Linked DNA regions of Mus musculus: all the other regions are linked to region 1. The links are chromatin contacts, called in public Hi-C, HiChIP or PLAC-seq, Micro-C and promoter capture Hi-C maps. All regions are on one chromosome and are shown on one strand. Each heading gives the region's core, a stretch centred on a gene start, on an enhancer-like site or on the middle of the called end of the contact. The rest is flanking DNA. Distances are from core to core; before and after follow the strand shown. Region 1 holds the start of Nectin1 (nectin cell adhesion molecule 1). Region 2 holds the start of Oaf (out at first homolog). Region 3 has its middle 11 kb from the start of Trim29. Region 4 holds the start of Mcam (melanoma cell adhesion molecule). Region 5 has its middle 29 kb from the start of Gm36799. Region 6 has its middle 62 kb from the start of Gm36799. Region 7 has its middle 71 kb from the start of Gm36855.

The links. Promoter capture Hi-C pulls out the DNA fragments that hold promoters and counts their contacts. Hi-C and Micro-C count contacts between places; a contact is called where the count stands out from the background. HiChIP or PLAC-seq counts read pairs in DNA pulled down with a chosen protein or histone mark.
Region 2: a contact with region 1 is called in a Micro-C map of embryonic stem cells, with 4 times the contacts expected there. The contact joins the promoter of Oaf here to the promoter of Nectin1 in region 1. A contact is called at or near these places in 2 of 39 promoter capture datasets (hippocampal neurons and liver), 6 of 484 Hi-C or Micro-C datasets (adipose-derived mesenchymal stem cells, embryonic stem cells and liver), 11 of 115 datasets of contacts at active chromatin or transcription factors (the SCID.adh cell line, astrocytes, embryonic forebrain and 6 more) and 3 of 9 other capture datasets (adipose tissue, embryonic stem cells and pancreatic islet).
Region 3: a contact with region 1 is called in an H3K4me3 HiChIP or PLAC-seq map of bone marrow-derived macrophages, with 2.8 times the contacts expected there. The contact joins the enhancer-like site here to the promoter of Nectin1 in region 1. A contact is called at or near these places in 1 of 39 promoter capture datasets (liver), 1 of 15 datasets of contacts at CTCF or cohesin (the NIH/3T3 cell line), 15 of 115 datasets of contacts at active chromatin or transcription factors (the SCID.adh cell line, bone marrow-derived macrophages, differentiating embryonic stem cells and 8 more) and 1 of 9 other capture datasets (embryonic stem cells).
Region 4: a contact with region 1 is called in a Micro-C map of embryonic stem cells, with 2.1 times the contacts expected there. The contact joins the promoter of Mcam here to the promoter of Nectin1 in region 1. A contact is called at or near these places in 1 of 484 Hi-C or Micro-C datasets (embryonic stem cells), 1 of 115 datasets of contacts at active chromatin or transcription factors (the NIH/3T3 cell line) and 1 of 9 other capture datasets (pancreatic islet).
Region 5: a contact with region 1 is called in a promoter capture Hi-C map of hippocampal neurons, with 6 times the contacts expected there. The contact joins the enhancer-like site here to the promoter of Nectin1 in region 1. A contact is called at or near these places in 3 of 39 promoter capture datasets (cranial neural crest, hippocampal neurons and liver), 1 of 484 Hi-C or Micro-C datasets (nephron progenitors), 14 of 115 datasets of contacts at active chromatin or transcription factors (craniofacial prominence, differentiating embryonic stem cells, embryonic basal ganglia and 10 more) and 1 of 9 other capture datasets (embryonic stem cells).
Region 6: an H3K4me3 HiChIP or PLAC-seq map of forebrain shows a contact between it and region 1, with 6 times the contacts expected there. The contact joins the enhancer-like site here to the promoter of Nectin1 in region 1. A contact is called at or near these places in 1 of 39 promoter capture datasets (hippocampal neurons), 10 of 115 datasets of contacts at active chromatin or transcription factors (VIP interneurons, craniofacial prominence, embryonic basal ganglia and 7 more) and 1 of 9 other capture datasets (embryonic stem cells).
Region 7: a Hi-C map of the N1E-115 cell line shows a contact between it and region 1, with 5 times the contacts expected there. The contact joins the enhancer-like site here to the promoter of Nectin1 in region 1. A contact is called at or near these places in 2 of 39 promoter capture datasets (embryonic stem cells and hippocampal neurons), 1 of 484 Hi-C or Micro-C datasets (the N1E-115 cell line) and 14 of 115 datasets of contacts at active chromatin or transcription factors (embryonic basal ganglia, embryonic forebrain, embryonic hindbrain and 7 more).

What each region holds. Positions count from the first base shown.
Region 1 is chr9:43,741,904-43,746,273 of GRCm38.p6, forward strand. It overlaps Nectin1 (nectin cell adhesion molecule 1), which reads left to right and starts at 2,051. Exons shown (of 6, transcript NM_021424.3): 1 at 2,051-2,819. The coding sequence starts at 2,741. It overlaps Gm46108 (a long non-coding RNA gene), which reads right to left. Exons shown (of 4, transcript XR_003948147.1): 3 at 3,413-4,370.
Region 2 is chr9:43,237,701-43,242,070 of GRCm38.p6, forward strand. It overlaps Oaf (out at first homolog), which reads right to left and starts at 2,116. Exons shown (of 4, transcript NM_178644.3): 1 at 1,607-2,116. The coding sequence starts at 1,873.
Region 3 is chr9:43,297,958-43,302,327 of GRCm38.p6, forward strand. No RefSeq gene overlaps it. Among named protein-coding and RNA genes, the nearest start is that of Trim29, 11 kb to the right of the region's middle. Within about 2 kb of position 2,639, at least 22 of the 459 cell types and tissues checked have an H3K27ac peak or open chromatin away from gene starts, as enhancers often do. A contact at or near this core is called in bone marrow-derived macrophages, where this site is marked.
Region 4 is chr9:44,132,337-44,136,706 of GRCm38.p6, forward strand. It overlaps Mcam (melanoma cell adhesion molecule), which reads left to right and starts at 2,322. Exons shown (of 16, transcript NM_023061.2): 1 at 2,322-2,420; 2 at 4,182-4,312. The coding sequence starts at 2,354. Gm10687 (predicted gene 10687) reads right to left here and starts at 2,149. Exons shown (of 2, transcript NR_152189.1): 1 at 2,025-2,149.
Region 5 is chr9:43,384,986-43,389,355 of GRCm38.p6, forward strand. No RefSeq gene overlaps it. Among named protein-coding and RNA genes, the nearest start is that of Gm36799, 29 kb to the left of the region's middle. Within about 2 kb of position 2,621, at least 5 of the 459 cell types and tissues checked have an H3K27ac peak or open chromatin away from gene starts, as enhancers often do. A contact at or near this core is called in hippocampal neurons, where this site is marked.
Region 6 is chr9:43,417,908-43,422,277 of GRCm38.p6, forward strand. No RefSeq gene overlaps it. Among named protein-coding and RNA genes, the nearest start is that of Gm36799, 62 kb to the left of the region's middle. Within about 2 kb of position 2,619, at least 5 of the 459 cell types and tissues checked have an H3K27ac peak or open chromatin away from gene starts, as enhancers often do.
Region 7 is chr9:43,447,411-43,451,780 of GRCm38.p6, forward strand. No RefSeq gene overlaps it. Among named protein-coding and RNA genes, the nearest start is that of Gm36855, 71 kb to the right of the region's middle. Within about 2 kb of position 2,386, at least 2 of the 459 cell types and tissues checked have an H3K27ac peak or open chromatin away from gene starts, as enhancers often do. A contact at or near this core is called in the N1E-115 cell line, where this site is marked.

The sequences.
Region 1 (4,370 bases), core at 801-3,300:
GGTTCCCCACCCCCCAACCCCCGCCCCATGGCCTTTCTGTGTAGCTCTGGCTCTCCTGGAACTCACTTTATAGACCCTTGGCTTCGAACTCAGAGATCTTCCTGCCTCTGCCTCAAAGGGCTTTGGATGCCCTTGTACTAACAGATCCAGGAATGAACACTCAGCAAGTGTGGAGAAGGTAAGAGACCACAGCACTGACAGAACTTGGTGTGTCTGGAGTTAGTGCACAAGTGTTCAGCTCCTATGACGTGTTAGCCACAAGCAAAAAACAAATTCCTTTTGGCTTGGGCAAGTTTAAAAGCACTTGCAAGCCAGATGGGAGATTCCTGGCTGCCAGCCTGGCCACCAACCTGCTTAATTTGACAGGGCATCCTCTGGATTAAGACCCTCCCGTGGCTACCTGGCATGAGTCTGATTTCAGGCTTGACCTTACCGCAAGCTCAGGCAGGGTTAGAACCAATTATTTATTAGGCCGTTTCCTAATACCCAGCTGTTGCTCTCTTTCACAGTTTTCCCTGTGCTGACCTCTACTTTAAATCCAGTATCTTGAAGGATGGTCTGTGCCTGACAGACACCTCCAGTCAGCCCCTGTTGCGCCCCTTACCACAGAAGCCTTTCAGGTCCCTCCCAGCCCAGGCTAACGTAGATGTCCTGAATCTGAAAACCCCCACAATGCCGTGCTGCGGTGAGTGATTCTATAGAACTTCTGTTTCTGTGTCTCCCCCCCCCCCCCATCCCCACTAGACCCCGCTCCTGTGGGGCAAGGACCAACTATGAGACCACACAATGCATTCCCAAGTCAGGCGGTAGTGTGGTAGACAGTTTGTCCTGAGTTACACGGGTGAAGCATAAAAGGATACAGAGAGCATTCCTTTTGAGTGGAGTGACTTCTTTAGCAGGCTGAGCCCGTGGGCCCAAGAGTGGGAAACTGTCCCTCTCTTCCATTGTCCTGCCCCTCCCATTCTCCGAAAGGAAAATTTACATTTTATCAGAATTTGGCGCTACCCCAAGCCTCTGTGCCCTTGGGGCTGGGCTAAGGGCAAAGGGCAAAGTGGGTGTGGTCTGCTCAGCCCCGAACGAGGGAGTTCTGTTCTCTTGACTGGGAAACCCTGTCTGTCTGCCTCTCCTAGTCCAAGGATGGGGACAGAAGGTCCAGGCTTCAGGCTGCTAAGGGCCCCTCGGGCTCAGTCACCTTGGCAAGAAGCCACCCGGATGTGGTGGGTGGCGAACAGGATGGGGCGGAGAGTCCTGGCCGTTCTGGGACACCGACTGGATGGGCCACTTTCGCGGGAATCCCGCAAACCACTCAGAAACGAGGTGAAGGCAATGGGAGCCCACTTGGTTTGTCGCTCTTTGGGGAAAGCAGAATGCTTCGATTTCGGGACAAGGACCCCCTGAAGGCAATAAGGATTAAAGAAGACCCACTAGAAACCTGAGTGCCCTGATCTCTCACCCACTAATGTCTTGTCTTGCCTCAACTCTTCACAGCTTTCGCGGTTGGTCCTCCGCAAAGCTGTTTCCGTCTGGTGTCCAGATCTTGGGGAGCAGAAGCTTTGGCAACAGTTCTAGCCTGTGCTCTGCTTCTTTCTGCCACTCTCCATGCCCTCCTCTGGGCCTTTGTTTCCTCATCTGCGAAATGGTCCCAGGGTCGGACCAGAGAGTCAGAAAAGCCCTCGGAGCTCGGACAATGCCAGATCCAGCGTTCACACGGATCCCTACGGCAGCCCCCCTCCTCATCTTAACTCCACCCCTACCGAGCAGCTTCTCCCCCTTGCCGGCCGCTAGGGGTCACTGCCTCCCTTTGTCAGCGACCGAGGAGGGCAGCCCGCCCTCCGGCCCTTTCCACGACCGAACGGCGACCCAAGGGGCATCTTGCTAGCTTGGGGCCCTGAGCCGAACCCCACGGCCACGCTCGCAGCCACAGCTGCTTAGGACTGGGAGGTGCGGCCGCGCGGGCGGAGGCCGGGCCAGGGCTGGGCCGGGCGCGTGGGAGCCAGGAGGGGGTTAATGCTAACCCCTCCCCCCGGGCTGACATCACGGGAGAGCGGGTGAGAGGCTGGATCGGCGAGTGAGAGAAAGAGAGGGAGAGGAGAGAGCGCGGCTCGCCTCGGCACCGGGGCAGCTCCACATTGTTGCGGATCGCCCGCACCGAGCGCAGCGGCCGCGGTGGGGACCCGTGGCGCACCCGGCTCGCTCCCCTCGGTCCTCCGAGACCGTGCAGCCCCGAGCCCCGCGGGCAGCTGGCCGCCCTAGCCGCACACCACCGCCTGGGCCCCGAGCCCTCCGCACCGCCCGGCCACCCTCGGAGAACAGCCGGCCATGGACGCCTGCAAGTTGGAGCCGAGCGGGAGGGTGTGAGCGCGCCCAGGGCCGGGAGCCTGCGCCGCGCTAGCCCGGTAGCCGGGCGCGCCGGGGGTGGGTCCCTCTCCCCAGCCGGGCTTTGCGTGGAAGAAGAGGGCGGGGACCGGGGCGAGGAGAAGAGCGGAGGAGGCGAAGGGGGCATGACTCGTGCAACTTACTGCGGGCATCTGCCGAGGCTCTGAGCCGGCGGCAGCCGGGGACCGGATTGCGGCCGCGCGGATCCCACCCAGCCCACCCCGCCCCGACCGACGGCTGCGGCTGACCTGGATCCTCCGAGCGCCCGCCAACCGCCAGCGATCCGCCCTCGTCTTCCAGACTGGTTTCTGGAGCGCGAGGAGCGCCCTCCTGGCAGCCCCTTTCGCCGGACCCCCACCCCCCGATGGCTCGGATGGGGCTTGCGGGCGCCGCTGGACGCTGGTGGGGACTCGCTCTCGGCTTGACCGCCTTCTTCCTCCCAGGTAAGGCGATTGCCTCTGCCTCCCTCCATAGCCCCCCACCCAACCAGAACCTCCCCGGGACTTGGAGCTGGATGATGGGCAAGGCTACGGGTTGTAGGGAGCGAACGGAGCCAGAAAAGTTGGGTCACGCTTGGATAAGGGGGGGCAGGAGGTGGCACCGTGGAGAAAGGGGTTGAGAAGCCCAACAGCCTGCCCTGCAGGGTAGCAATCGGATGCACGTCTCTATGTAGCAAGAAAGCACTTTCTCCGCTCAGTTCTTCACAAAAATAATAATATGTAATAGGGTTCTATTTATTTAATAACCAGTTCTCAGCTCGAGAAGCAGTTTGGAAACACTGCGTGTTACATAAATGCAAAATAATCACCGTAATCACGGGCTTGGGGTATGAGACAACAGCCCCAGGGGGAGGGCGTCAGTCTCCTAGCTGGTGGGCTGTGGGCTAGGAGAGTGGCGGGGGTTGGGGGCGACTTCATTTCTTTTGGCGGCCTCTTGTCAGATGGTTTCGGGCTCATGGGGGCCCCCTCCTGCCCCACATCGCCCCACAGCGGGCGATCGGAACCTGCTCCTGCGGCACAGGCAGCTTCTTACTCACCTGCGGTTCCTTTTCTGGAGGGTGAGGTCGGGCCGCCTAGGGATCGCAAACTCCGGGCCTTGCGCGGGGCTGGGCTCCGTCTCGGAACTCCACTTCTAAAGCGGAGGGCTCTCCCAGGAGGAAGCTCCACGGGCTTCATGCCAGCCAGGTGGCCGCATGACCCACTTTCCCGGGAGGCCCCGAGGGTGTCCCGCGTGTCTTTCCTCGAGGTGTGAGCTGCCGGCAGAAGAGGGGTTAACTCCGCGCCCGACCCTGGGGTGGCCCATATTGGCCTATTCTGACGGATGGGGTGGGGGCGGGCGGAGGCTAGGACGGCCCAGGCATATTGTGCTGGGGAATGAACTGGAAAATGCGTTTAGGAGGCAAATCCTACCGAGTCCCCTCGCCTGGGTTTAACCCCTTGGGTCCCTGGGGAAGCAACTAGGCTGCCAGCAGGACACTAATTCGGGTCAAAGTGGGGAGAGTATCTCGCTAGCCAACTCCCCCGTCCCCCGTAAAGAAACCTGAGACAAGCTCTTGAGATAAGATGGGGTCTTGGAAGGCTTGTTTCGTGGTCGTCAACTCGGGGTGGCAAAATAGGGGGCTGGAATGCAGACAGAGACTTCTGGATTATTAAGAATATTGGATTCCCGGCCACTGTGATTCTGCAGGCTTGCCAGGCAGTTTGGTAAGGAGAGGTAGGCCTGCCTGTCCAGGTGTAGCTTGGACTCTCTCCTGGATGGCAAGAGCCTGGCCTCCTCTGCTTCCCTTACTGCCTCCTCCTCCTCCTGCTGCCGGCCTTCTCCGTGCTGGGGCGCTGCACCTCTCCAGCAGTGGTGGATGTCAGGAAAGCAGTTTGGGAAAGCCAGTACCTAGGCCAGTGTGGAGTGCTCCCCTCTTGGGTGTCCCAGGAAGGGACATTCCACATCCCTTTCCACTTCACAGGGGCATGCTGAACCCGTGGGGGCATGCTGAACCC
Region 2 (4,370 bases), core at 866-3,365, 500 kb before region 1:
GGTTCCAGGGTGATCACAACACAGGGCTACTGGGCAGGTGGGTGGGACACTAACGGCACATTCTGTGACTGGCTTTTAGGTCAGAGGCTTAGAGGGGAGATTAGATACCCACTCCTGATTGACTCTGTCCAGAACACCATACATAAAATGTCCCTAAAGTTTGGCTGGATGTGCTGAGTGACCAGTTTCCCCTTCTCCACACACTGGCTCATTGGCCCTATTTGCATGTAAGAACCCAGTTTGGGCCTGTGTGGCAAGCACGGGCTACCATTCTGCTAAGTCCTTGGTCAGGATGACTCCCTGGGCCTGGGCTAGAACATCAGTCCAGGCTCACCTCTACTCTACCCAACACTGGATCTCCCTGGTACCTCTGATGCTCATGACAGTCTCACAGGATCCCTAGCTGGCTGCCCAAATTCTGCCCCCTCTCCCTCCAAGGTCTCCAAATAACTCTCAGTTTTGGAATGGAGGGGAGGGGAGAGGAGAGGAGGGAAGAGGAGGGATGGCTATTTAGTCCTGGATATTCGTCACTTCTGTTCCTCTCCCAAAGACAGAGGGGTGCAATGCCTCCTTTTAGGGGGAAGAGCTGAGAGTGGATGATTAGAAGACTCTCCTCCCCCCAACCATGAGATAAGGTCTCACTCTGTAGCTCTGTATAGCCTTGAACTTGTGTTCCTCCTGTCTTAGGCTCCTGGGATGACTGGGGTGGCATTTCACTGTCTTTTCTTTCAGAGATTTCTGTTGTTGGGTCACCGTCACTCAGCACCCTGGAGTTCCATTTCTGGATAACTCTAACATCTCTTCTTCTCTCCATACCACCACACCCACACAGAGACAGAGACAGAGACAGAGACAGAGAGAGAGAGAGAGAGAGAGAGAGAGAGAGAGACGGGACGGGAGGGGGGCAGCTAAACTGTGGACTTCACCAGCCCCTGTCAGGCATGGGCGGAGACACCGACCACCCTTTCCAACTGAGGGGAACCTCCCCTTTTCTCTCCTCCCTTCCCCCAACTCTGCCTAGGTCCTCTGGCTCCCAAGTAGTTCAGCCCTTCAGGTTACAGAGGAGAGCTGCTACCAGACTTGGGAGGGACCAAGGGCAGACAGCTCTGCAGGGAAAGCGATCCCGGAATGGTGCTCCAGGCTGGAGGTCTTGAAACCGCTTCCTTGCCAAAGAACAGCGGAGTAAGGGAAACTAACTTCACACCAACACAACAGGGAGAGCCCAAGGTCCTCTTGCCACCTGTGGATTTCCCCTTTAGTCACAGAGGCAGTGGCAAGAAAGGAGGCCTTGTTAACAAGAACTTTTGTCGGAGTGTCAGCTTGGAGTGCTGAGGAGGGAGCGGGCTTTGAAGCCGGTCAGTGCGTGAGAAGGGCCTTGGTTACTCAGAGCCAAGCAACAAAAAAGCTAGAGGGGTTCACGAAAGAGAATAAAGACCGGGATCTGGGTGCCAGAGAGTGGGCAGCGAGTTAGAGAGGTGACCTTGGGCATGTCACGTTCCCCTTTCGGCACTGCGTTTCTCTTCTGCGGGCTTGAGGGTTCCTGGGACGCCCGACAGCTTGCCCGCCCTCCGTGGTGGGTGGGACAGGACTCTTGATGGTACCTCACCTTCTTGAAATCCGCGATGAAGGAGATGAGAGTGCCGTCGGGTTTGCGCAGATCAAGGCTGATGCTGTCCGCGTCGCTGTCCGCCTGTAGACTCTCCTCGATCACCTGGCTGTCGGGCAGTCTCACTCGGACCCGCAGCTCGGCCGGAGCGCCGCTGCCCGCGCCCACGCCGTGCAGCGCCCCAAGCAGCAGCGGCGACAGCAGCAGCAGCAGCAGCGGCAGCGCGGGGCGCGCCGAGGGGACGTCGCGGCAGCCAGGGGGCCGCATCCCCGGGGCCCCCGGCGCGCCGCGTGGGGGAGGGGAGACGCGCCTACAAAGTTTGCTCGAAGTTGGGGGTCCGGTTCGGGGATTCCCGGCAGTCCCCTACTTCTAGAGGGGAGACTCAACCCGGAGGTTCCCCACGACGTGCAGCGAATTCACGTGGGCCGCGTACAGCCACGCACCCCGAGTCCCGGACGGCGCCCCCCGTGCGTGTCCCCTAGCCGCCCCGATTCCTGAGCTCCGGACTCCGTTCAGCACTTTTCATTCAATCCCACCCCCCGTCACTTCCTTCAGAAAACAGAAACCACCAGGACCTGCCTTAAAGAGACCGCGCACCTCTTGGCCCTTAAAGGGACCGCAGTGGCCCAGAGAGGGGCGGGGATTGGGGACCACGGGGCTCAGCCGCTTTGTGGTCTAGGCTGGCTTTCTCTGGATCCCTCCCTCCCGCCGCGCCCCGTCACCGGCCGGGCCTTGTCCAGAGTTTGCGCTCCGGGCAAATCCCTTCCTCCCATTAAGGGCGGGACGGGTGACTCCCCCGCCCCCTACACCCCTCTGGCTTGTTCTGGTGCCACGTGGATGAAATAATCGGGCTTGGGTTTTCAGAGGTTTTGCTTAGTCTTTTAGTTTCTCTGACACAGCGAATTTCTCAAAAGCGGCTGGGGGAAAAAATCAGGCCTCACCTAGCATTCTGGTCTTTTCCTAGGTCGGGGAGTGCAATTAGGGGTTGAGGGCCATCTGTGCATCCATCAGGTGTGAGCTGTTTTTGTAAGTGAGGCGGCCAATCTGGATGCGGCCATCAAGGAGCTTAACACTTTATGAGCCGTTATTCAGTTTTCTCTCCTGTGTTCAGTCAGCCTTTCTCCAGCCCAGCCCACCGCTCAGGGCCTCTGCTCTTTCCGATAACGGAAGCACCAATCAAGGGCCACAAAAAGACACTCCTGCTGTGCCAGAGACTCCAATAAGCTGAGTGAAGACTTGGGGAGCAGGATTCCCCTCTGGTTGGTGACACACAAGCATACTTTGAAAATTGTTTGAGCCTAACTGTCTGCTAGTGAACACAGAGGGTTGGGCGTCCCTGGAGATAAGGCCCCCTGGGCATGGCCAGGACCATTGTTTCTCCTGTCCATTGCCACTTCTGTTTGTTCCAGGTGCCCTGTGGTCTCTAGGGTCTTGATGACAGATGGTTGAAACTGTGCCTCCCCACTCCACCCCCTTCATCTTTCCTTCCTAGGGGATCTCTAGCACATGATCCACCCCCAACTAGCATGAGCCCGTCCTTTGGAACACATATAGGACTGAAGGGGACTTAAGATGTCCTCCATCAGCTAGAGAAAGTACCCAAGGAGCTGAAGGGATCTGCAACCCTATAGGTGGAACAACATTATCAACTAACCAGTACCCCCGGAGCTCTTGACTCTAGCTGCATATGTATCAAAAGATGGCCTAGTCGGCCATCACTGGAAAGAGAGGCCCATCGGACTTGCAAACTTCATATGTCCCAGTACAGGGGAATGCCAGGGCCAAAAAGTGGGGGTGGGTGGGTGGGTGGGAGGGTATGGGAGACTTTTGGGATAGCATTGAAAATGTAAATGAGGAAAATACCTAATAAAAAAATGAGAATTAAAAAAAGATGTCCTCCATCTCACTCGGGGCTTCCTAAATTTGCCCTACTTCAACTGTCACTTTGATATTCATTATGACACAGCTTCCAGGATCCTTAAGCCTATAGGTTCAGACTTTCTGGGAGAGGACAGGGAGGCAGCCCTGGCAACAAGGTCCAGTGTGGTGCTTGATAAGCCAGAGGTTGGTAGACACTTGGTCCTTGACAGCATCTTTATGGGGAAGCACCTGGCTCGAGGAGTATCTTTTCCTCACTCTGGGGAGTTGGGGCAGGCTGCCAGACAATAACTGGATTGTTTCCTTGGGGTCTTAGAGCCTGAGCTGGCAGCACCGAATTGCCTGGGGTCTCAGAGCTGGCCTCTTGCCTGACAGGATGCTAGATCTCAAAGAGGCCTTCGAGCTGGGAGTGCCCCCATGAGTCAGTTCCATAGTCATTAGGGGCCTCACCCAAATTTCCTAACTTCCTCTGTTTCGGGTCCTGTCCCATCCATCATCACTGGTTCTGTCCCAGGCCCCGGACCCTCCCCCGAGTCCAAAGATACCCACCTCCCCCAACCCCCAGTCCCCAACAAGAACCAAGAAGAGTCTCTATTTCTCTCTTCAGACTTTGTGGCTTGGAAACACAGATGGAAGATGCATCTTCCCTGTGAATAGTCCTTCTCCATTTCAACCTAATCTCTCTTCTTGTTTGTTTGTTTTTGTTTTGTTTTTCGAGACAGGGTTACTCTATGTAGCCCTGGCTAGGCTTCTCAAACTGGCCGGCCACAGAGACCTATCTGCCTCTGCCTCCCGAGGGCTGGGATTAATGGTGTGTGCCTCTACTGTCCAGCCTGCTCTGTCTTTTAAAACAATAGAGAACACGCCGCCTCTTCCACGAGCCACA
Region 3 (4,370 bases), core at 1,389-3,888, 440 kb before region 1:
AGACCCTGGCTCAGTGAATAAAATGGAAGAGTGGATAAAGGATGATTTCTGTCATCCTCTTCAGGCCTCCATAGGCACGTGTACACAGCATGTGTGCATTCACATCCACACGTGTGTGCCTACAATGTGCAAACATGTATGTATATACACATGCATACTCCACACACGTGAGAATGGAAAAAGAAAAAAAAGACATTTCTTCATAGTATGTTTTTTCTTTTCCATTTTCCTTTTCTTTCTCCCTTCCCCTTCCTTCTTTTCTTCCTCCTTCCCTCCCTCCCTCCATTCCTTCCTTCTTTCTTTTCTTCCTTCTATTTTCTTTTTCTTGTATTTTCTTTTCTTTTTTGTTTTTGAGATAGGTTCATGCTTTGTAGTCCAGACCGGCCTGGAACTCATTCTGTAACCTAGCCCAGTTAGTGGCAATCCCCCTGCCTCAGCTTCCCCAGTGCTGAATTATAGGCATGAGCCACCATGCCCAGCATATTCATAGCAGTTGGTATAACAACTTCAAACTGAAACAAAGACCAAATGTGCATCAAGAGTTGAATAGATAAATCAGTCATGGCTCATCCAAAGATGAACACTGCAAAGGAACTTACAGCAAAATCGTGGATGGCTCTCAAAATGTTGTGTCAGAGAAAGAGGCCAGGCAGGCAGAGAAGATGATATTCTGTAAGTACCCATTGGTATGACAGTCTAGAGAAGCTAATGTCAGAAAGCCGGTCAGTGATGTCCAGGGCCTGGCAGTAGCCCAAAGGACTGCACCTCTCATTAGTGTATACGTTTATCAGGGGCTCGTTGATTGGCACACTTTAAATTGGTTTATGTATAGCTTATTTAATTTTATATAACTTATGTGAAGTATGCTTTAGTAATTCTTAAAAAGCATCCTATTAAGCAAATAGGCTGACCACGTATTTAAAGAAAATATCTATAAAGCATATGTCTGCAAAAGGACTTGTTCCTACCCAAATGTACAATAAAGTCCTCTCATTCAGTGACAGGGACTGGGGCATTGCTTGATGGTGAAATTTAGCATGGGTGAAACTCTGGGGCCAGTCTCATGCATTAATAATATTAATAGTAAGAAGCTTAAGAAGCCACATAAGGAGCTATGGTGATAGCTCTGTAGAGGGCTCACCACCTAAGGGTGAGGCCCTGCATCTAGGCTCCCAGCACCCACGTGAAGACTGGGTGTGGCTATGCTTGGCTGTAACTCCAGCTCCAGGATGCTGAGAGGATCTCAAAGGTTCACTGACAGCCAATCCGGCCAATCAGTGAACTCGAGGCTCAGTCACAGACTGACCCTGTCTCAGAAAAGAAGGTGAAGCACCATCCAGGAAGACACCTGACATTGACCCTTGGCCTTCGCATGTACACACATGGGCACATACACCCTCACTACCCACCTGCATGCATCCACATGAACTTATACATGCACCACATATGTAAAAGTCAAGTAACTGTAGTGAAAATGGGTAAAAGAGTTGAAGAGAGTCCTCACACACGTAGGGAAACGTATGCACAATATTCACATGAAACACTGGGTGACATCATTAGTCACTAGGCAACTATGAGAGATCACCACAGACCTCCTGGCGGCTGCGTTGAAAACACTTATAGGGGCTGGAGAGATGGCTCAGTGGTTAAGAAAGAAGGCAGGCTGCTCTTGCAGAGGACCCTGGCTCACTCCCCAGCACCTGTATGATGGCACAACTGTCTGTGTAACTCCAGTTCCAGGGATCTGATGCCTCCTCTGGTCTCCTCCAGCACCAGACATACTATGGTACATAGGCATACATGCAGGTAAAATGAAAATACGTAATATTGCGGGGAGGAGGAAGAAAAAGCCTACGATCAACAAGAAGTGGAAGAAGCCACAAAAGCTGGATGCATACACACCACTGTTGGAATTTCACATAGTGCAGCCACATCTTAAAAAAAAATGGACTCTTTCTCCCTTCCTCCTCACTCCTTCCCTCCCTCCCTCCCTCTCTCCCACCCTCTCCCTCCTTGTCTCCCTCCATTTCCCCCCCTCCCTTCTTTTGTCCCTCTCTCCTTCCCTTCCTCTTCCCCCACTTCCTCTTTCCCTCCCTCTTTCCCCTATTTCATCTTCCTTCCCCTTCCTTCTTCCCCCTTTCCTCCTTCCCTCTTTCCTCCCTCCCCTTTTCCTCCCTTCTCCCCCTCCCTCCCTCCCTCCTTCCTTCCTCCTTCTCCCATCCTTCCTTTCTTCTGATTTTCCTCATTTATTTCTGTGTTGTGCACACACATACATACAAGCATGCATGCATGAGCAAGAACATGCATAAGAGCACTGAAAAGCGCCACAGTGTCCATGCAGGGGTCAGAAGACAACTTGTGGAAGTTACTTTTCTTTCACCACTTAAGCCTCAAGAAACAAACTCAGATCCTCAGGCGTAGGGGCAAGGGCTTTTCCCTTTTCCCGCTGAACCATCTGGCCACCATAGTTTTGTTTACAGTTAAACACACATACTCCACTCCTGGGTATTTATTTACCCAGGAGAAGTGAGAGCCTGGCCAGAGACAGATATGACAGGGGCCTCATACGCTGTAGTCGTACACTGGAAACAACCCAAATGGCCACCAGCAAAACTCGGAGATGAATTGCAATGCTCACATCCAGAGGAATAAAAAGCCACAGACATGAGACGGGTGAGTCACCGAGACGTGATGCTCAGACACAAAGCAAGCCCGTGAGAAAGCTTGCTGTGTAATTCTGCTTTCTCCAAGATCTAGAGGAAGCAAAGCGAAGAAATGAATCCATCGTTGGAGGTGGTGTTAGTTTGGAGTGGTGGTAGCCTGTGGGATTACCTGGGAAGGAATGAGAGAGAATTTCCCAGTAAGATGTTAACGTACCGTGTTATGACAGAGATGTGGGCACTGGGATATAAACACTTATCAGCACCACGCAGCTAATATTTGTACATTTGACTATGCAAATTTTCTTAGAAAAGCCATGTCAAAAAAAAAAAAGCATACAAATGGAGTGTGTGAAATCATAGCGAGAATGGCATACTGTGATTGTCGCTGGAACCGGTGATGGGCGCACAGGGCTCTCAATTAGACCATTATGTTTACTTTGTGTGTTTTTCAAGTTTCCCATAATAAAAAGTGAAATAAAATAAAGGGGAAGAAAAGGATAATTGCACCTTGAGGGGCTGTTTCGAGTTCCTGCGAAGGTTGGGGAGGGCTTCGAAGGCTGTGGAGTACAATCTGAGGTCTGTGCTCTCCGCGTGTGATCTGCTCTCCTCTCCTCCCGTCAGGATCTGCTGTAGCCACCGCTTCCTTCTTCTTCATCTTCTCCCTTCTTCTTCACCCTTCCTGCTGAGTTCTTTTCTTTTACCATTGCTCCTCCACCCCCTCCCGTTTCTCTTCTCCACCTTCTGTTTTTCAGAGACAGGGTCTCCTCACTGTCTAGCCCAGACTTTCCTCTCTATTCCAGATGTCCTCCTGCCTCAGCCTCTCCAGGGCTGAGATTACAGGTGAGATTACCTTACACTCCTTCCCCTAGTTTGCACCTGCCTGGTTTCTGCTTTGAACCTTCACTGCCCTTTCCCTATGGCCCTTTGTCCACCGGGTTGACAATTTGGGGGGTAAACAATGGAGAAGGGGCTTGGGACCCCTTTGAGGTTCTGCTTTCTTTCCTCTTTGTCCTTTGCTCTCCGTGCTCCTGAGTCCTCCTCTAGAAGAGGCTGGTGACACTCTTGACTGAAAGCCAAGCACACCTGTGACAGGATGGGCAGGCTGTGCAGCTGGCCCTTGTCACCTCTCTCTGGCTTTCCCCAAAACTCTCAGATTAGGGGAAGTCTGATTCTGGCTCCCAGCCCTAAGACCTGGCTCACCTCCCTGCAGAAGGCACCCTCCCTACCCCACCCAACTTTGTACCTCAATCTGGCTTCTGTTCAGACAGATGTGGGTGACATTCTCACTTCTCTGTCAGCACCCCAGCGCTTGCACCCTGATTCTTTTCTTGCCGGGCATCAGCTCGGGGCGGTCTCATGAGACGCTGACCCTCTGCATTCACTCTTGTTCTCTGTTAACCACCTATGAGCTCAGCAGTGTTTAATGAGCACCTATTATTTGCTAGGCACTGTTAGACCCTGTGGTCATAGCCATCCACGGTAAGGGAGGTAAAATAAAATGCAGGGTGTATGGTACAGTGTTGCCAAGCTGTGGGCCACACAGAGGACTCTTATATACAGCATAGCTTGGGGAGGTAGGTCAGGCCATGCTAGACAAAACACCCATGAAGCTAAGACCCAAAGTAGGTGAACAGGCCTGGACACAGCCTGTGAGGCAGTGGGGTTAGCTCTCCTGGGCGGGGCTCCCTGGGAGCTGCAGGCAGTGCA
Region 4 (4,370 bases), core at 1,072-3,571, 390 kb after region 1:
CCAAACCACTCTTAAACTCAGGCTCTGCATCTGAGAGTAGCTGGGAGTGTAGCTCAGGTATCTACCAGTCAGCCAACGCTGTCTACCTGGCACAGAAATGTGCTACTTTCAGGTTTGTGTTCTTTTTGATTTTCCTAGTAAGCTAACAGCTCCTTACACAGAAACATGGGAAAGACTGAAGTTCGGCTCAGGACAGAGGAACATCCTTTGTGTCAGCAAAGTCTGCTGAGAACGTGTTTTGTGTACTTGACACAGAATGGGGATGGGGGGCAGTAACGCCAGAGGCCTCAGCACCATCCCAGTAACTTAGGGAGATGCCACCGTAGACTTCCAGTCCTCAGGTTAGTGCCGAATTCAGGGAACGGATGCCTGCCTGTGTGGTCTTCATTTTTTCAAATGGTAAGACACCAGTGGGTGTCTTCAAAAACCCTAATAGGAAACGAGACAGAAACAAATGATGAAGAGCTTGCTCTGGGCCACCAAGCTCTCAGGACCCAAGTTACTATATAAAGTGGCCATAGGGGCCAGACCTTTTTTTTTGTTTGTTTGTTTTTTTAAGACAGGGTTTTTCTGTGTAGTCCTGGCTGTCCTGGAACTCACTCTGTAGATCAGGCTGGCTTTGAACTCAGAAATCCGCTTGCCTCTGCCCGGCTGGGGCCAGACCTCTTAAAAGTATAGTCTGTTTGTTTGCTTTGGTTCTGTGCACCAGGAAGGCTGGGATGTCACCCTGAGCTGTAATCTTATTTCCCTTTCACTGCAGAAACGACTCCTTCAACCCCCACCTGGCATCCATCTAAGAGGAAGAATTCAGAACCGACTGTCCTTGGTGGTTAGCTGCCTTTCTTTTCAGACTGCCAGAGAAGAGGATAAGTTAATGGTGTTAAATGAAGAAACAGGGAGGGGGTGCAGCACTTGCCCTGCCTAGCCAGACAGCATCCTTTAGCCATCGCTGCAGAGAACAGGCTTTTCTTCCTATTTTGCTCTGGGCCAGGGGCCAGGGGCCAGTGCTCCTCAGTTCACTCTGGAGGGCAGAGGAGGCAGGGCCCTCTTCCTCTCTCCCATCAAGAGCCCAAGCCTGAGGCCAGTCGGCATGGCTCTGTCTGGAGGCTAATGGCCAGGGAGGAGGGTCAATGAGATTTGAGTGATGAGGTAGATGTGATTTGCCAGTCATCTGAGTCATCAGAACACAGCCCAGAGCATCCTCTCAAGTCACCTGGCCATCTCTGGGGTTTGCTGCCTCAACCCTCCTCCCTCTCTCCAGCAGCGGCAGAAAGGCTGTTTGTTCCCTGTGGGGTGACAGACCCCTCCCTGGTGAGAGTCCCAGCCAAGGGTGAAACCCTTCCTGAAGCTCTGGTGCTAGAGCCTTTTTGAATCTAAGAGTCCAGAAGACCCAGGGAGAAGTTGGGATTAGAAAGGATGGAGGCTAGGGCTCCTGGCACCTTTCTGTGTGGGAGACTTAGGCTTTCAGTAACCTGAGGCCGTTGCCCCGTGAGAGAGTTGAGGGGTGGGTAGGGAAGGCAGCTTTCAAGCATTAGAGAGAGTAATAGGTTTCTGGGAGACAGGCTGTAGACTCCCACATCCGTTAGTATTAACTTTTCCTCATTGAGGTGAGGGAAACCGAGACAGAGACCAGAAGACAAAAAGGATTATCTGGGTCAGGGCGTGGACCATGGGCTTGTGAATTCAGACCCCTTCCTCCCTTCTCTAGGGTAAGAGGGACTTGCAAGAATTCGAATATGAAAAGATAACCCAAAAGGCACCGTTTCCAACTCTCCCGCCCCCTTGCAGGCACCCCTAGGTCTGTGGGACCTGGCACAGTTCTTCCTCCAAGGCTGCCAGGCCAGCGAAGACTCTGGAACAGTGCCAAGCCGGCAGCCGCCGCAGTGAAGCGGTCATTCCAGAAGGCGACCAGGGCCAGCTCCATGCCTCCACAGCAGGGTAGAGGAACCTGACTGAGAGTCCTCTATCAGGGATACCTCTCTGTTGCTCCTCTGCTAGAGGGTCCCCGCTAGTAGTGGACAAACCTGAGCGAGCGCTGCTACTGCGTCCAAGAGTCTACAGCGACCGGGCCAGCTTCTGCCGCCTCGGCCAGTCATTCGAGCCCCAGGACACCTGTCATTGCTCCTTCAACCTTTCCAAGCCAGAAAACGGGAGTTAGCCTCTAGGCCTGGATCGGGGAGCAGCAGCTCGCAGCCAGCGCGCCGGGGGCCCGCCCCCTAGGGCGCGGGGAGGGGGCGGGGGGCTACGCGGGGCGGGGCCGGGCGGCGCCCGGGGTCCCCTCCCCCGCCCCCCTGACGTCAGCCCCCGACAGCGGCGAGTTCCTCACTTGGCTCGCGCCCTCCGTCGGGGAAGCATGGGGCTGCCCAAACTGGTGTGCGTCTTCTTGTTCGCTGCCTGCTGCTGCTGTCGCCGTGCCGCGGGTGAGTTCTTTATGTTGAGGGGGCTGTGGGGGGCCCGACCCGCGTCCCTCAGAGCCCAGGCGTTGGGAGTTTGGGGATGTCTTCGACGGAGCCGGACTGTGCCGCCTGAGTGTACCGGAGATCAGAGCTGGTAGCAACGTAGAGTCGGGGCTCTGCACCCCAGTGGGCGCTCCTTCTTGCCAGAGTCCCCGATTTCCAGGCGCCCCGCGTGCGTGCAACTTCTTTGCGGGTGTGCAGCCTAGGTTTTAGAGTATTCTGGGAACGGACTAGTCGGGTTGCTGCAGCAGCGAGCGGGAAGGGGTGGGGCCGAGCTTCTGCAGGACGCTGGGCCCGGCCTCCCGCAGGTGTTCGCTCTGGGTGCTGGATGCTGGGTGCTGGAGTCCCGGCAGAGAGGCGCAGCCGGGGCGCATCCCCAACCCGTGCATCCCGCGCCCGCCTGTTGCTGGAAAAGGCAGTTTCCCTAGCTGGAGGGGGCCGCCGACCCCTCCCCCTCCGCCTGGGCCTCACGCCAGTTTGGAGGTGAGCGAGGGAGGAGGCCGCTCCTGCTGGGGCTGGGCGTTGGCAAGGGCAGCGGGTGGTGTGGGTCTCCTTGCGCCTCCGGGTTTGACGGGATTACAGGGGAAAGACAACAGATGGAGAAGTTCTACAACAGTAACAGCTTCTGTGGTCCACTAGAGTCAGGTGGAGAGAGCCTGGCACCTCGGAGCTTTCCTTTAAGCCATCGAGTAGACATGCTTTCCTGGGTCCGGGCTTCCCTTGTAGGGCACACGCAGCGGTGTCGTGTGTTATTCTTGGCTCTTTCTCGCGTCTCAGCCACTGGTCAGGCTGGGGAAGGGGAGGACTGGGCATTACCCACTTCTCTGGCCTCTTGCCCAGTGCCAGCCACGTCCCTGGGGTACTCCAGTCTAGTGCCTCCCAGACTGACCTTATTTCTGGGGAAAGGGCTAAACCCAGCTAGGCAATCGCAGCACAGAAAACTCAGTTTCGCTCTGCCCTGCTCTTCTGGCCCTTAGAAAGCAGGGATTCAAAGTTCCTGCTGTTGGTAGAAGGCTATTCCCACCTTCCCTCCAGTCTGGAAGCCACACAGTCCAGACATCCCAGGGTCCAGGCAGATTGTGCTTAGTGACATCACCTCTTCTAAGAGCTGGCAGCATGCTGGCACCACTGACGTCACTCCTGCCCACTCTCTGGTTTTTGACCTAACCCTTGGCGGAGACTGACCCCTCTAGACTTGGATGGGGTCTTCAGATTGTATTGCAGCGTTTCTTGACATGCTACTGTGGGAACATAAATCATAGCCTCTGGCTAGAGTTGGCTCACTGTGTCTTCCAGAGGATTTGGGGGACAGAGGGTAGAATAGTGACGTCTTCGTGGAGGGGGGGCACACAAAGGGGCCTGTGTGCCCCAGCCTGGCACATGCCTTACATTCCCCTAGTCTGAGCTCACCAGGACTAGGAAGGGGCCCAGGAGCAAAGGGGCCTTCATCTTGGCCCAGAGCCCATGTTGCTCTTATCTGTCTCTCCACCAGCTTCTTCTAAGATATACCCAGTCACTCTGTCTGTGTTTCACTCCGTATTACACTGGGAGAGGTCTGACCCAGGTTGGGGGTGTGGGCTTGGTGAAGTTGAGGGTAAGGAGAGGGTAAGGCCCTCCCCAGACCCTTCAAGTGGGACAGCTGCAGTGAACCAGGAGAGGGGAGGGGACCGGACAGAACACCTGGAGCTGACAAAGCTGCCTGGGCATGCCCCTCTCTTTCCCCAGGTGTGCCAGGAGAGGAAAAGCAGCCAGTACCCACGCCCGACCTGGTGGAGGCAGAAGTGGGCAGCACAGCCCTTCTCAAGTGTGGCCCCTCACGGGCCTCAGGCAACTTCAGCCAAGTGGACTGGTTTTTGGTGAGCGCCTGGACTTTGGAGGGCAGTAGTTGTGTGGGAAGCAACTGTCTCTCTGGCA
Region 5 (4,370 bases), core at 1,371-3,870, 360 kb before region 1:
AAAAATGTGGAACTCTCAGCTCCTTCTGCACCATGCCTGCCTAGATGCTGCCATGCTCCCACCTTAATGAACCTTCCGAACCTGTAAGCCAGTCCCAATTAAAAGTTGTCCTTTATAAGAGTTGCCTTCGTCGTCGTGGTGTCTGTTCATAGCAATGAAACCCCTAAGACATGGTCCTTACTCCAAGTTCTGCACATGCTTGACCTCACCAAAGCAAAGTGAGAAAGAAACCCTTAGCTACCATAGACTGTAGCTCTTCCCAACCTTTTACTGGCCCTAAAGAGTTAACGTCCCCCAATATGGTGTCACCACGGGACACCTTCTGGGACCTCTATTATGGTGGTCTTAGCTTGGTGATGAGCCATTGAGCCTTTGGAAGAGCACTGCAAGCTGAACACAAGCCCACAGACACTCCCCAAATGATAGCTGGGACCCATTGGCTGGTCTCCCTGGGAATTCAGTTGCTATGGCAATGGGACAGTATCCCATAGATGCCCAGGGATGGGGGCTGGAGAGTTCTAGAGGATAAGACTGGTCACTGTGGCTGTCTATGCAGGGTCTTTTGTGACCATCTCTCCCTGTGTCAGGAGAGCTGGTCATCTGTGATACAGGGGTCAAGAAGAGGATTCTAACAGTGCTGCTGCCCTGCATAAATGCCAAGGGAGCCATCAGTATGGTTTTGCTGCAAATGCAGGGGATCATCTTGGGGATTTGGGGGAGCAGCGAGATGTGGAGCTCAGAAATAGAAGAGTTATCCCCTAAATCCAAACCTGCAAATACATCTGTCTCGTCAGAGCTTGCTCGTGGCAGTGCTTCCAAGACACCGCATGGAAAGGCTTCTAGCAGTCATGGACCGCGGGGTTAGGACCATACCCCAGCACCCACACGTTCTTATCAGCCTGTTCAGAGCTGTCATTTGCAAGTGCTCAGAACCCATTTCTATTCCCTGGTATGGCACTTCTTAGGCAAAACGAACTCCCTGAATTTAAATGGCTAGCTGCACAAAGGAGGGCTTCCCTCTTTGCCTCAAGGGATCTCCTCATGTTAGCATTTGGGGATTTGATGAACCACCTCAAGCTTCACCATATCATACAACTTAACCTCAAGATGAATTTCAACACTGCTTACTGAATTCCACTTTCCTGTGAGGTCACACTCAGAACCTTCATTCCAAAGAGGAGGAAACCAAGCCAGAGAAGGGATTTGGCTTGTCCATCAGGGCAGCCCATGGCAGAGCTGGGACTTGGATCCACGTCTGGAGGTTTGGTCAGCCTTCTCCCAGGACAACGCAGCTACTCCCCAGCCCTTGGGTCTTGCAAAGTCAAACACACACACACACAGAGAGAGAGAGAGAGAGACAGAGAGAGAGAGAGAGAGAGAGAGAGAGAGAGAGAGAAAGAAGGAGGTAGAGAGAGAGGGAGAGAGAGAGGGAGAGAGAGGGGGAGAGAGAGAGGGAGAGAGAGAGGGAGGGAGAGAGAGAGGGAGGGGGAGAGGGAGGGGGAGAGAGAGGGAAGGAGAGAGATGGAGGGAGAGAGAGAGGGAGAGAGAGAGGAAGAGAGAGGGAGAGAGAGAGAGACAGGGAGAGAGAGACAGACAGTCACAGAGAGAGAGAGAGAGGGAGGGAGAGAGAGATTGAATTCTCCCTGCTGAGAAACAGGATGAGATCCTTTCTCCATTTTTATTTTAAAAAAATCTTAATCTGCTCTTTAGTTAAGTATTTAAATTGTGTGTGTGTGGGGGCGGGGAGTGCATACTCTCCTGGTCATGTTTATATATACATGCATATATGTTGTGTACATGCACTTTGAGGTCAAAGGCAAACCTTGGGCATTGTTTGTCCAGGACCCTCTATCTTGGTTTTTGAGAAATGACTATTGAGACAGATATGGGGCTCATTTTCCAGTCTCAGAGCTCTAGACAGTCTCCTGCCTCCGACCCCAGAGCGCAGAAACCCAAGCCTGAGCTCCTGGCTTTTTATGTAGGCGCTGAGGGTTGAACTCAGGCTCTCCTGCTTGTGTGACAAGGACTTTGCTGACCGGCTCATCTCCCCATCTTCTCTCTGCCATTTAAAAATGGCTGCCAGTCTCTACTGTGATCTACTAAGCCTTTGCTGGTCTTTAAACGGAGAACTGGGCTGGTGAGATAGCTCAGTGGATAATAAAGGCACACGCTGCTAAGCCCAAGGATCTGAGTTCGAGACCCAGAACCCACATGCTAGAAGAGAAGAACTGACTCCTGTAAGATGTCTTCTGACCCCTTTATGTGCCTCCCCTCCAAAATAAACACATACGTGTAAAAAAAAAACCCAGAACAATTTCAAGATCATAGGACCGGGAGAGCACCAGGATCGGTGTCCCCCGGATCCTGCGGAGGGTAAGAGGCTAGCTTTGGGAGGGTGCCAAGCCCCCATTTGTGAAACTACAGCTCATTGTAACACGAGCTTCAGTTGTTCCTATAGATAAAGCGGGCTGGCAGATAGTCTCCAGGTAAAGCCAGGCTGAGCTTGTACTATCAGTGGTGCCCTAGAGTCTTCCTACTGAAGGGCTAGTTACTGTTGGCTCTGGGAACACATGCGGGCTTTCTGCTGGGCTGTGTGGGGGTGAGATTGCCTTCTGTCTTTGCAGTCTTAGCGCAGAGCCTGTGAAACACACCACCTTCTGCTTTAATGCCGTCTCAGTAAGAGCTGTCTGTCTCCGCGACTGACCTTCGTAGGGGGCTTTTCTACAGTCCCCACTTTAAAACGGTTTTGCTTTTAAATTCTGCATCCCCAGCCATCCTCCTGGCTAACCTTCCACCCACAGGTTTCCTGTCTTCTTAACCAGCCAGCCCTTCCTGCCTGCCTCCAAGGCCGCAGCTGCTTCTTGACTTTGGTCCCTATTGAAGGTGGTTTCTGCTAAGAATTAAACCTTGTTGGCAGAGTATGGTGGGAGAGCAAAGGCCACACTGTGTGAGCAGATCCCTACAGGCCTCCTCAGCAAACTTTTGGCCCATGTACTCGATAAGTTAAAAAAATGTGAGTGAGGGGTAGGGTACTTTTGGTGGACATGTGCCAAGTACCCCTGAGAAATCATACCATGTAACACATCTGGTGTAAGAAGTTTATTGGGGGGAAAGGAGAAGAGTGGGGACAGGGGAGAGATAGAGACAGACAGGCAAACAGGCAGACAGATGGACAGACGGATGGGCAGACAGACAGACAGATGAAGGGAAAGAAAGGGATCTGGGGTGGCTGGAGGCCCTTTTATCCACAGTACACACCTGGCCTACCCGATGGTAGCAAACGTTGACCTGAGCATCTGCTAAGTCCTTGGGAGCAGGCCAGTGGAATTGTCTGTTCGCTAACAGTACTGTTTCAGCGATTGGGTTGAGACAAGGTCTCATGTATCCTAGGCTGATCCTGAGCAAACTGAATAGCCCAGGCTGTCTATGAGTTTCCAATTCTCCTGTCTCTACCACCTCATATGCTGTGATTATAGGCATGTGCCAACACATTTGGCTTTCAGCCCCTCCCAAAAAAGAGACAGATTTATTAATTTTTGTCTTATGTGTGTGAGTGTTCTGCTTGTGTGTATGTGCACCATGTATGTGCCTGGTGCTAATGGAAGTCAGAAAAGGACACTGGATCCCCTGGTACTGGAGTTAAGAAGGGTTGTGAGCTACTATGTGGGCACTGGAAATGGAACCCAGGCCCTCTCTGAGAGAAGCACACACTGTTATCCACTAAGCTGTTGCTCCTGGCTTAGCTGTTAAAGGCTCACAACCACAAACACCCTCATCCACGTTTTAATTAATTTTATTTATTTTCTCTTTTTTTGAGACAGAGTCTCACTGTATAGCTCTGGCTGTCCTGGAAGTCTCTATGTAGGCCAGGCTGGCCTTGAACTCACAGGGATCCACTTGCTTCTGCCTCCTGAGTGCTAGGATTAAAGGCATGCACACCATATCCAGCCCTTCATTCACTTTTAATGTTGATCTCAGCAGGCCAGTTCTGGATCACAAGCTTGCTCTAAGGCTATCCCTGTTCAGAAGGCTTCAAAAGGTTCTATCTGCCTTCTAGACTTCCCTTCCTTTGTCTTCTGGTGAATGCCCCTACTCCTACGGGATAGTCCATCCCATGACATGTTCATTGGACATGGCTTTGCTCACTGTAAGGGACAAGGTCCCTAGCCTTTGAAAGCCAGCCCCAAACTGGGACTTTGGGTTCGCTCTATTGCCTGGGACTGAGCCCTGTGTCTCACAGCCTTCATCTCCAGGATTCCTGCGGGCCGTGTCTCCCTGCCAGGGCTGTGACAAGTTCTCTGTAATACACGGTTCTTGGAGGACCTGATTCATCTCCTTTAACCCACCTTCCTGACCTGCACCAAGTACAA
Region 6 (4,370 bases), core at 1,369-3,868, 320 kb before region 1:
TGGCTCTTGTAGTATGCTGGTTGGGCATGGTTTATGTATGAAGATGTATGATATTCTTGCTTAGATGTCAGGCAGGGCAGAAAAGCCCCGAGGACTCCTTGAAAGACCAGGAGACCTCTCATAGGGACACCGAGTGAATTGGGAAGGGTAGATAATCAATAGGAACTTCTTCCAGGTACCACGGGGCTCTGGACCATGTAGATCGTGGGCATCACTCACATGGCAGAACACTGGCTCACAGGTCTTTTCATTCAGCCTAGCCTAGGATCATAGAATCCATTCTCCTGTGCCTGTCCCTCTCTGAGACACAGTTAGACACAGCTCAGTCCCTACCCCACTCCTCAATCACATCTCTAGTGACAGGAATCTCTGCAACCAGGTAATACCCAGCAGGGGGAAGAACTGGAGAGAGGTACCAACAGATACCTTCGGCTCTTATGTTCAAAGCTTTTGCTGTCTGAAGAGTGGGCTGGATGGAGAAGCCCCAAACAGGGTGAAGGCAGGGAATACATGGGTAAAAGATCTGCCAGGTTCTCTTTGTCCAAATCTAAAAACCCACAAACAGGAATTCCAAATGAGTGCAGCCTGGCGCTTGGCACTGAGCTGACAGGGGGAGAGATGAAATGTTATCAGATGGAGATCAGATGAGATGAAGGCCGGGCATCAGGGAGCCACACTGAACATGGAGAGAATAAGGGGATCCAACACCCATCGCAGAGCCATAGAAGGGTCTCAGAGCTCACCTGAATTGCCAGGAGGCATGACTAGGAGAAAGCCTTCGTGGCTCCCTCAGGACACAAGCATAGGTGGCTTGAGAAGTGTCAGGAAGCTTCCTGAAGTCATGATGCCTAAAATTCCATTAACAAAGTCTGCCTTTGGGCTAGGGAGCTCCTGAAATCAACAGGAGCCTTAAGAAGTAAGCAATGAAGCTGTTCACTCAGGCCCTCCATAGAGTCCCCAGACAAATGCTTCCCAACTCCCTGGTTGAACTAGGTCAGTCAGTGCCAAGCTCTGCAGACACCCCAGGAATAAGCTATAGCTTCTCTCTCTGCCTGTGTGTGGGGTGGGGTGGGGTGGGGTGGGGTGGGGTGGGGTGGGGGAGGCGTTAAACAAGGGATTGCAGTGCAGATGTGGGAGCCTGGCTCTCTTGTGTTCTGCAGCAGCCTGGGGCTAAAATCCAGTGGGGGAGAGGGCGCTGGATGGGGAGGAAAAAGGAAAGAGAATTAGGCAAAAGACAAGGCAGGGTGTAGAGGAAGTGGGGGGTATTCATCCCCTAAAAGCCTGCCAGTTACAAGGTGGCGAGGAGGAAATTTGACCTGCTGACCTGACAGGTGCTAAGGACTGCATCAGCTACCCTCTCTCTTTGATCCCGTGGTCCTGCTGATGGTGACTTTTGAGTGGACCTGCTGCTACAGAGGTCTCAATTTTAGGTGGCATTAGCATCTTTTGAGGTTGCTTAGATTTACCCAAGCTTGCCAGGACCTTGGGATCTCCCTGTCCATTATGCAAATATCCCTCCAGGTGACTTGGCTGAGGTGGCTTTGAGACCTGGGGTTCAACATCCAGGAAAGTGGCAGAGGGGAAGTGGAGAGGGAATTCGAGGAAACTAGATGTCTTCAAAGCTTTTAAAATCCCAGGACTTCTTTGTGTAACTACCCAGAATCCAAAGGAGTCCCCTGAGGGAATTCAGAACCTCCTACTGATGGATTAAATGAGATAATGCTACCAAGTGTGGAACATTTACACTGAGCTCAGTAAATATGCATCTTCCTTACTCCAGTACACCCTAGCTGAATTCTGCTGCTGCTGCTGCTGCTGCTGCTGCTGCTGCTGCTGCTGCTGCTGCTGCTGCTACTGCTGCTGCTGGTGTGTATGTGTGATCCTCACAGAAATATGGCAGAACACGTTCCAATATCTTCCAAGACAGAACAGGAGGGAATGGTGGAGATTGCAAGAGCCTTTGTGAGGTCTCTGGGCAATTTTTAATTCAAAACCAGTGGCAACATTGGTTTGCCTGTCTGGGGTAGAGGAGACTCTAAGCAGGTGAACCATCCAGTATTCAAAAGATGGGAAAGGTATCAAAGGCTCCAGAATAAAACTGGAGGTCGGGTGAGATAAGAACAGGGAGCGAAAAGGCTTTACGTTTCCCAAGAACTCCGGGAAATCATGATAGGAGTCAGCCTCTGCTCAGAGCATTGTGGACAGGCGTTTCAGTCCCAGCCTGTCTCTGTTCTGAGAGCTGAGCCTACCTCGAGGGGGGTGGGGGAAATCTCCCGGCAGGCATCTGTACTTTTGCGAGCAGCTTAATAGGATTTCAGTGGATCGCAAGTAGGGATCAGGACCGCTGCCTCTGGGGGGAGTTTGGGGTGGGGACACAGAAGGTGGGTTTTCGAGAGAGAGGGAACAGGGAGTCAGGGAAAGGATGGCATTTCTGCCTCACCACAAGGCTCCTGAGCAATGGCTCCAGCCAACCAGAGACAGAAAGCTCTGAACCTGTGGGTCAAATCAGCTTACTTCCTTTGAAGTTGTTCATGTTGGATGTTTTGTTCCTGTCAAAGAGGACCGGAGTCTCATTGTTCTCTCTGAACACCGTATCCATCTTGTTAGATCCACATACCCCATGTCATCCCCACACATTCCCAGGCCCTTGGCCCCGCCCACCTTGTCTTCAATGTCTTCTTCCCTGTCTGTGCTGTTCAAATCTCTCCCTTCTTCCAGCTCCACAGCCTTAACGACACTCTCCTCGAAAACTTCGGCACATGCATTATTAGTTTTTGTTTGTTTGGTTGGTTGGTTTTGGCTTTTTGTTTTTTGGAGGTTTTTTGTTTTTTTTTTTAATTTTAGTCTCAGAGATCCTTTGTGGCAGAGTCTATCCCTGAAACTTCAGCTCAAATTCTCTTAGCCAGGATGAAAGCTGGCAAGACCCTGAAATCCTCCTGTTGCTGCTTACCATGCACAAGACACCTGGCTTGTTATGTGTGTGCTGGGATCTGAACTCTGGGCCTCATAGCTGTGCAACAATCACCCTTTCTGCTGAGCCATCTCTGAGGCCCCTTAGTAGATTTCTGGAGAGAATGTGGGCATGGAGCAGAAACCCATCTATCAAAGGGTTGTAGCAACTCATTTGATCCTCATGCCTATGTTATAGGTAGGGGCTACTCACCCATTTTACAGGTGAGAAAACAGACACAGAAATGGAGGGTTTAATTGCTCCCCCATGTTCACATAGAACCAAGACCTGAACTCTAGCAGCAAAGTTTGATTTTCCTGAAGCCGACTACCCCAGACATCTCAGGCACTGGGATCTGGAGGCTAAAGTTGGGGTTGGGCTTTTCTTGGGGTTCTGTCTCTCTTCTCCTCCTTCTCCTTCTCCTTCTCCTTCTCCTTCTCCTTCTCCTTCTCCTTCTCCTTCTCCTTCTCCTTCTCCTTCTCCTTCTCCTTCTCCTCCTCCTCCTCCTCCTTCTCCTCCTCCTCCTCCTCCTCCTCCTCCTCCTCCTCCTCCTCCTCCTCCTCCTCCTCCTCCTCCTTCTTCTTCTTCTTCTTCTTCTTCTTCTTCTTCTTCTTCCTCTTTTTTTTTTCAAGACAGGGTTTCTCTGTGTAGCCCTGGCTGTCCTGGAACTCACTCTGTAGACCAGGCTGGCCTTGAACTCAGAAATCCACCTGCCTCTGCCTCCCAAGTGCTGGGATTAAAAGTGTGCACGACCACCGCCCGGCTCTGTCTCTCTTCTTATCCCATCTTTTTTAGTATAGTCCTTATCACATGTATTTGAGCTTGTCCCCTGTGTAATTGATCTATCACTCACACTGGAATCAGTTGGGCATTAACATCAAATATTTATTTAAAATTTTCCTCTCATGTCACCATTTTCAACTGTCGGCTGTTGAAATCCTATGCTTTTCTGTCTCTTTGACAACATGTTGAGTGGATTTGATAACTTCTTCTCAGTTAATAAATAAATCAAGTTTCAGATTCTAGAATCACAAGGGATTGTAGCTCATCTTTTTGCAGGCTGAACAGCCTAGGCCCTGGGGTCTAGCCTTTAAGAACAAAGAGTTAGGGATCAGCTTTCCAAAAGAGTTCCAGGCCAGCTCCGTGCTCTCTAACCCTATCAGCTCCTGTTCCCTCTTCCTTAAGGACTGGATCTTTCACATTACAGGTTGCCTTTGGGGACTGGTTATCGCAGTAGTGACTACCTAGATGCAAGGAAATGCCCACTTCTAATCTTCTGTCTCCTTGCAGACAGACTCAGCCAGTGTGCTGTCTAAACACATATTCTGGCCAGAGGAGGTTCCCAATTTCCTTCTTGTAGTTCTGTCCATCTCTAAATGCATCTCTGAGGGCTGCAGTGCCATACCCCCCCCCCCCCCCG
Region 7 (4,370 bases), core at 1,136-3,635, 290 kb before region 1:
GGTCAGCCACTCTGGCCTTCCCCTGCCCCTCCTTCCCAAAGCAGACCATACACCAGTGTGCGAGAGGTGCCCCTCCTATCCCGGCAAGGAAACATGCACCTGTTTCTTCAATGCTGAAGGAACACGGGGATCGGAATGTGCAAGCTTTGCAGAGTTCTCCCAGTCCACTCTGCTCAGCCCAGTCTCTGCCCCGCCCTGCCTCTCCATGGCTGTCTGCTCTTCCACAGTCCTGCTGTGACACGCACCTGGATTAACTACTTTGCTAGGCTTTTATTTTCTTACAGAAATAAAAGTCAAATATAATGTCAGATAATCACAGATTAAGTTTGTATTTTTTTTTTCCTTTCTTGCTGATCTGTCTTCTCTTATAATGTAAGCCAGCCAGTCTCTTCTGGTTTTACAGTGTGGACTAGCTTGTCGTCGTAGACAATAGCCACTCCGTCTGATGCTCTATAATAGACCAGCTGGTCATTCTGATATTATGACGTAGACTACCCGGTTTCTCTCCATCACTTGCCATGGGGGTTGTCTCCATGCACCAAGCAACAGAATTTAAAGTTATAAAATGCATCATCAGTTATTTCAGTCAAGTCGTGTGTGTGTGTGTGTGTGTGTGTGTGTGTGTGTGTGTGTGTGTGTGTGTGATCAGCGGTGGCAAACTGTGCTGGCTAGGTTTTTGCCAACCTGGCACAAGCTGGGGTCATCAGGAAAGGGAGGATTTCAGTTGAGAGAATGCCTCCACCAGATTGGTCTGTAACTAAGTCTATGGGGGCATTTCCCTGATTAATGAGTGATGTGGAAAGGCCCTGCTCACTGTGGGTGGTGCCATCCCCAGGCAGGTGGTCCTGGAAAAAGGCAAGCTGAGTGAGACATAAGGAGCAAGCCAGTAAGCAGCACTCCTTTATGGCCCCTGCTTCAGCTCCTACCTCTCCGCTCCTGCCCTGCTTCTGTTCCTTCTTTAGCTTCCATCAGTGATGGACTGAGATAGGATCATACAAGTCAAATAAACCCTTTCTTCCTCAAGTCGCGTTTAGTCGTGGTCTTTATCAGAGGAACAGAAGACCTAATTAATACATCAACTCTGTATGTGGAAGCATGTTCGTTTCACATACTGGCTGCTGTTCAAGAAGGCTGGGGACATCCACCCACCTAGAGACCTCAGTAGGTATGCCTCTGGAGCCAGGAGTGTCCTCCATGCATACTGAGCCAGTATGTGTTCTAGGTTCCCAGAAGAGAACAGAGAGAATTGCTTATTGTCTGATCCTGAGTTCCCAGGTGCCCCAAATGGGTCCTAATTCAAGATTTAGAGACAAGGAGAACATAAATCTATCCAGCTCTGGGGCCAGAGGAGGGTAGATGTTGGTGTTTGCTCTTTAATCAATAGCATTAGGCTTTTGGATGGATGGGTCTTAATTTGATAATCTCCCCGAGGAGTCATTGCTTTTGACATGGATGTATTACATGGTTTCCTGGCTACCAGGGAGACTGGGCCAGCTTCCCAGTGGAATGGGATTGTTTCTCTCTTATGTTCTCTTTGTTTCCGGATCCAGCAAGGGGCTTGGTTTGCATCACAGCTTCAGAGATTTAAAGCAGGAACAGATCTCAGTTAGTTCTCATCTCTGCTCCCAGAAAGACCACACAAGGTTCTGGTATAAACCATTCTCATCAGGTGAAAACAAACGCTCACTGCGTCCAAAAAGAACCAGATGTCTCCTTATGGGTTGGCAGTGGGACACTGGCACTAAGGGTGAACTGCGGAAGGATCAGCGCCACCCCCCTCCTCAGACTGAGTCCAGGCGAGGAATGGGCAGACAATGTCCAGTCAGCTCTCAGGATGAGCTCCTCTCTGACAGAGGGCTCCACCCTGCAGCTCCTCATTCCACCACTACTAAAGTCATTCTCTATTTTCCCCACTGAAGTGTTAGCTTAGCAAGAGCAGCAACAGGGCCTTTTGGATAGCCACATCCTCTGCTGTATTATCGGTGTACAATCAATATGTGAGTGGACAGTTGGTGCTTCAGATGGGGGGGGGGTAGGAGGTAAATATTTAGGATATATAAAGGACCACAGAAATTAACATCTCACCTCGAATCTTCTAGTCAATATGTGTGTTAATGAATATGATAGATACTAAAAGTTCTTAAGCGATGGACCACAAATGATCAATAAATATATATAAATGTTCAAAAATCTTTAGTAGTCAGAAGTCTGTAAACATGCCAATAATTATGGCAAGTCCTAAAACTATTTGAGATTCTATCTAATCCTAGGAAGAATGGCTATGATTGACAGAGAGAGAGAGAGAGAAAGAGAGAGAGAGAGAGAGAGAGAGAGAGAGAGAGAGAGAGAGAGGTGAGGCAAAAGAAGCCTTATTCATTGCTAGTGGGAGTGTAAACTGCCACAGTCATTATGGAAATCAATGTAGGAGGTTCTCCAAAAACTAAAACTAGATCCTCCATAGGCCTTGCTGTAGTATTCCTGGGTGATTACAGAAAGGACTCTAGGCCCTACCACAGAGATTCATCTGTGTTCATTGCTGCATTCTGCACAATAGCTAAGAAAGAGAACCAACTTAGATGCCCATCAACAGATAACTGGGCAAAGGAAATATACACACACGCACACACACACACACCTTTATTCAGCCATAAAGAAAAATAAATCATGCTACTCATAGGAAAATGGATAGAACAGGAAATTATTATGTTACATGAAATAAGCCATCTTTCTCCCCTATGTAGACGCAAGATTTGAGTGGGGGTGGGGGAGAGGGCCATACGGAGGAGTCACAGGAAAAAGGGACAAACAGGAAGAAGAGGGAAGGAGAGGAAGGATTGTGACAAGGCCACTCTGAGGCTTGGGGAGCCGACTCAGCAGTGAAGGGCAACTGCTGGTCTTCTGGTGACCCTCAGTTCAGTTCCCTGCACCTACACCAGGTGGCTCACAATCCCCTGTAACTCCATCTTCTTGCTTCTCTCAGCATGTGTGCAAACACACACACACACACACACACACACACACACACACATTGAAAGGAAGATGTGCCATAATGAAACCCATTCCAACACAGAAGTCATACAAAGAAAATTAAATTTAAAACCACCACTAACAACAAAACTGGGAAAAAGTACAAAGTAGACATGTAGTTTCCTAAATCTGTGGTTCAAAGATTCTATCCTAGTTGTTTTAAACAGTTTTTACCTGACATTTGGTTCTTACCAAGCCCCGGGTCCTTGTCTGTGAAATGGACCCTTGCCTGTAAGGCTGCTGTGAATAATTCCTTATGCAAGGTGATACTTGTGGGCACTGCTCCCTAAACTAGCACACTGTGTAGATACGGGGCACAGTAGAATTGTTAAATGTTTGGTCTTCATCTAGTATTCATCGTTCTCTTTCAGTTGTCAATCATAACAGAAGACCCCAGAGAGAGCTTTGTGCTCAAGGCCTGCGCAATTGTCTCTTCCTCCACTTGGGACAGTGACTACTCCAAGAGCTGAGCACAGGATCCTAGAAGAGCTAATTAGAATTCTTCTTTAAGAACTCTGTTTGTGTGGAAGGGTGGAAGATTAGGGGTGAGCTGTGACTCAGAGTAGTTTAATCATAGTAGTTTCTGTCAAGAAGGAAGAACAAGAAACTAAGATAAAATAAGACTTTCTTCAGATGAAAACAGAGACAAACAGAAGACACAGGTCTCTCTCTAGCCCCAATGGCTGGCTGGATACATATATCTCTTCCTTTAGACTTTAACACTATAAGCTGTCTTCTTTAACACATAAACCCACATTTTGCTTAGAGTCAGGTTTTAGCCATAGCCAATCAATCAGTCATTCTTTGTCTTGTATTTATTAATTTAGTCTCTGTGATGAATTCATTCAAAGTTTATTGAACATACACAGCATTGCTATGAAGTAGAGGATTCAGCTCATCTTCCTGGGAGAGCGCTTCTAAGTCTCTGGGATTTTCCAATGATGGCAAATTCATGTTTCATATTTCCCTTTGCTATTGACAGGTACCCTGGATCACCTCTGAGTTCATACTGAGATGACGGAGGAAGGGGCTGCTTAGCCTGCAGACCTGCTGTGTTTAGAAAGTGGGGCTCCAAGCGAGATCATCCAACTTGACCTCCACCTGGGAGCATAGGAGCTGGAGACTGATGTAAGTTCCTTGGCCAATAGCACAACCAACCACGCCTATGTAATAAGGCTCTGGGAAGAATTCTGGATTCCAGAGCCTAGCACAGCTTCTTGGTTGACAACTACTTTGATGCACCAGGAAATATGTCCCAGTTGTAGGAAGAGAGGATAGGGACACTCTGTAATGACCTAGGATCCCTTCCTTTGGCTGGTCCCAACTTTTATCTTCTGTCCTGT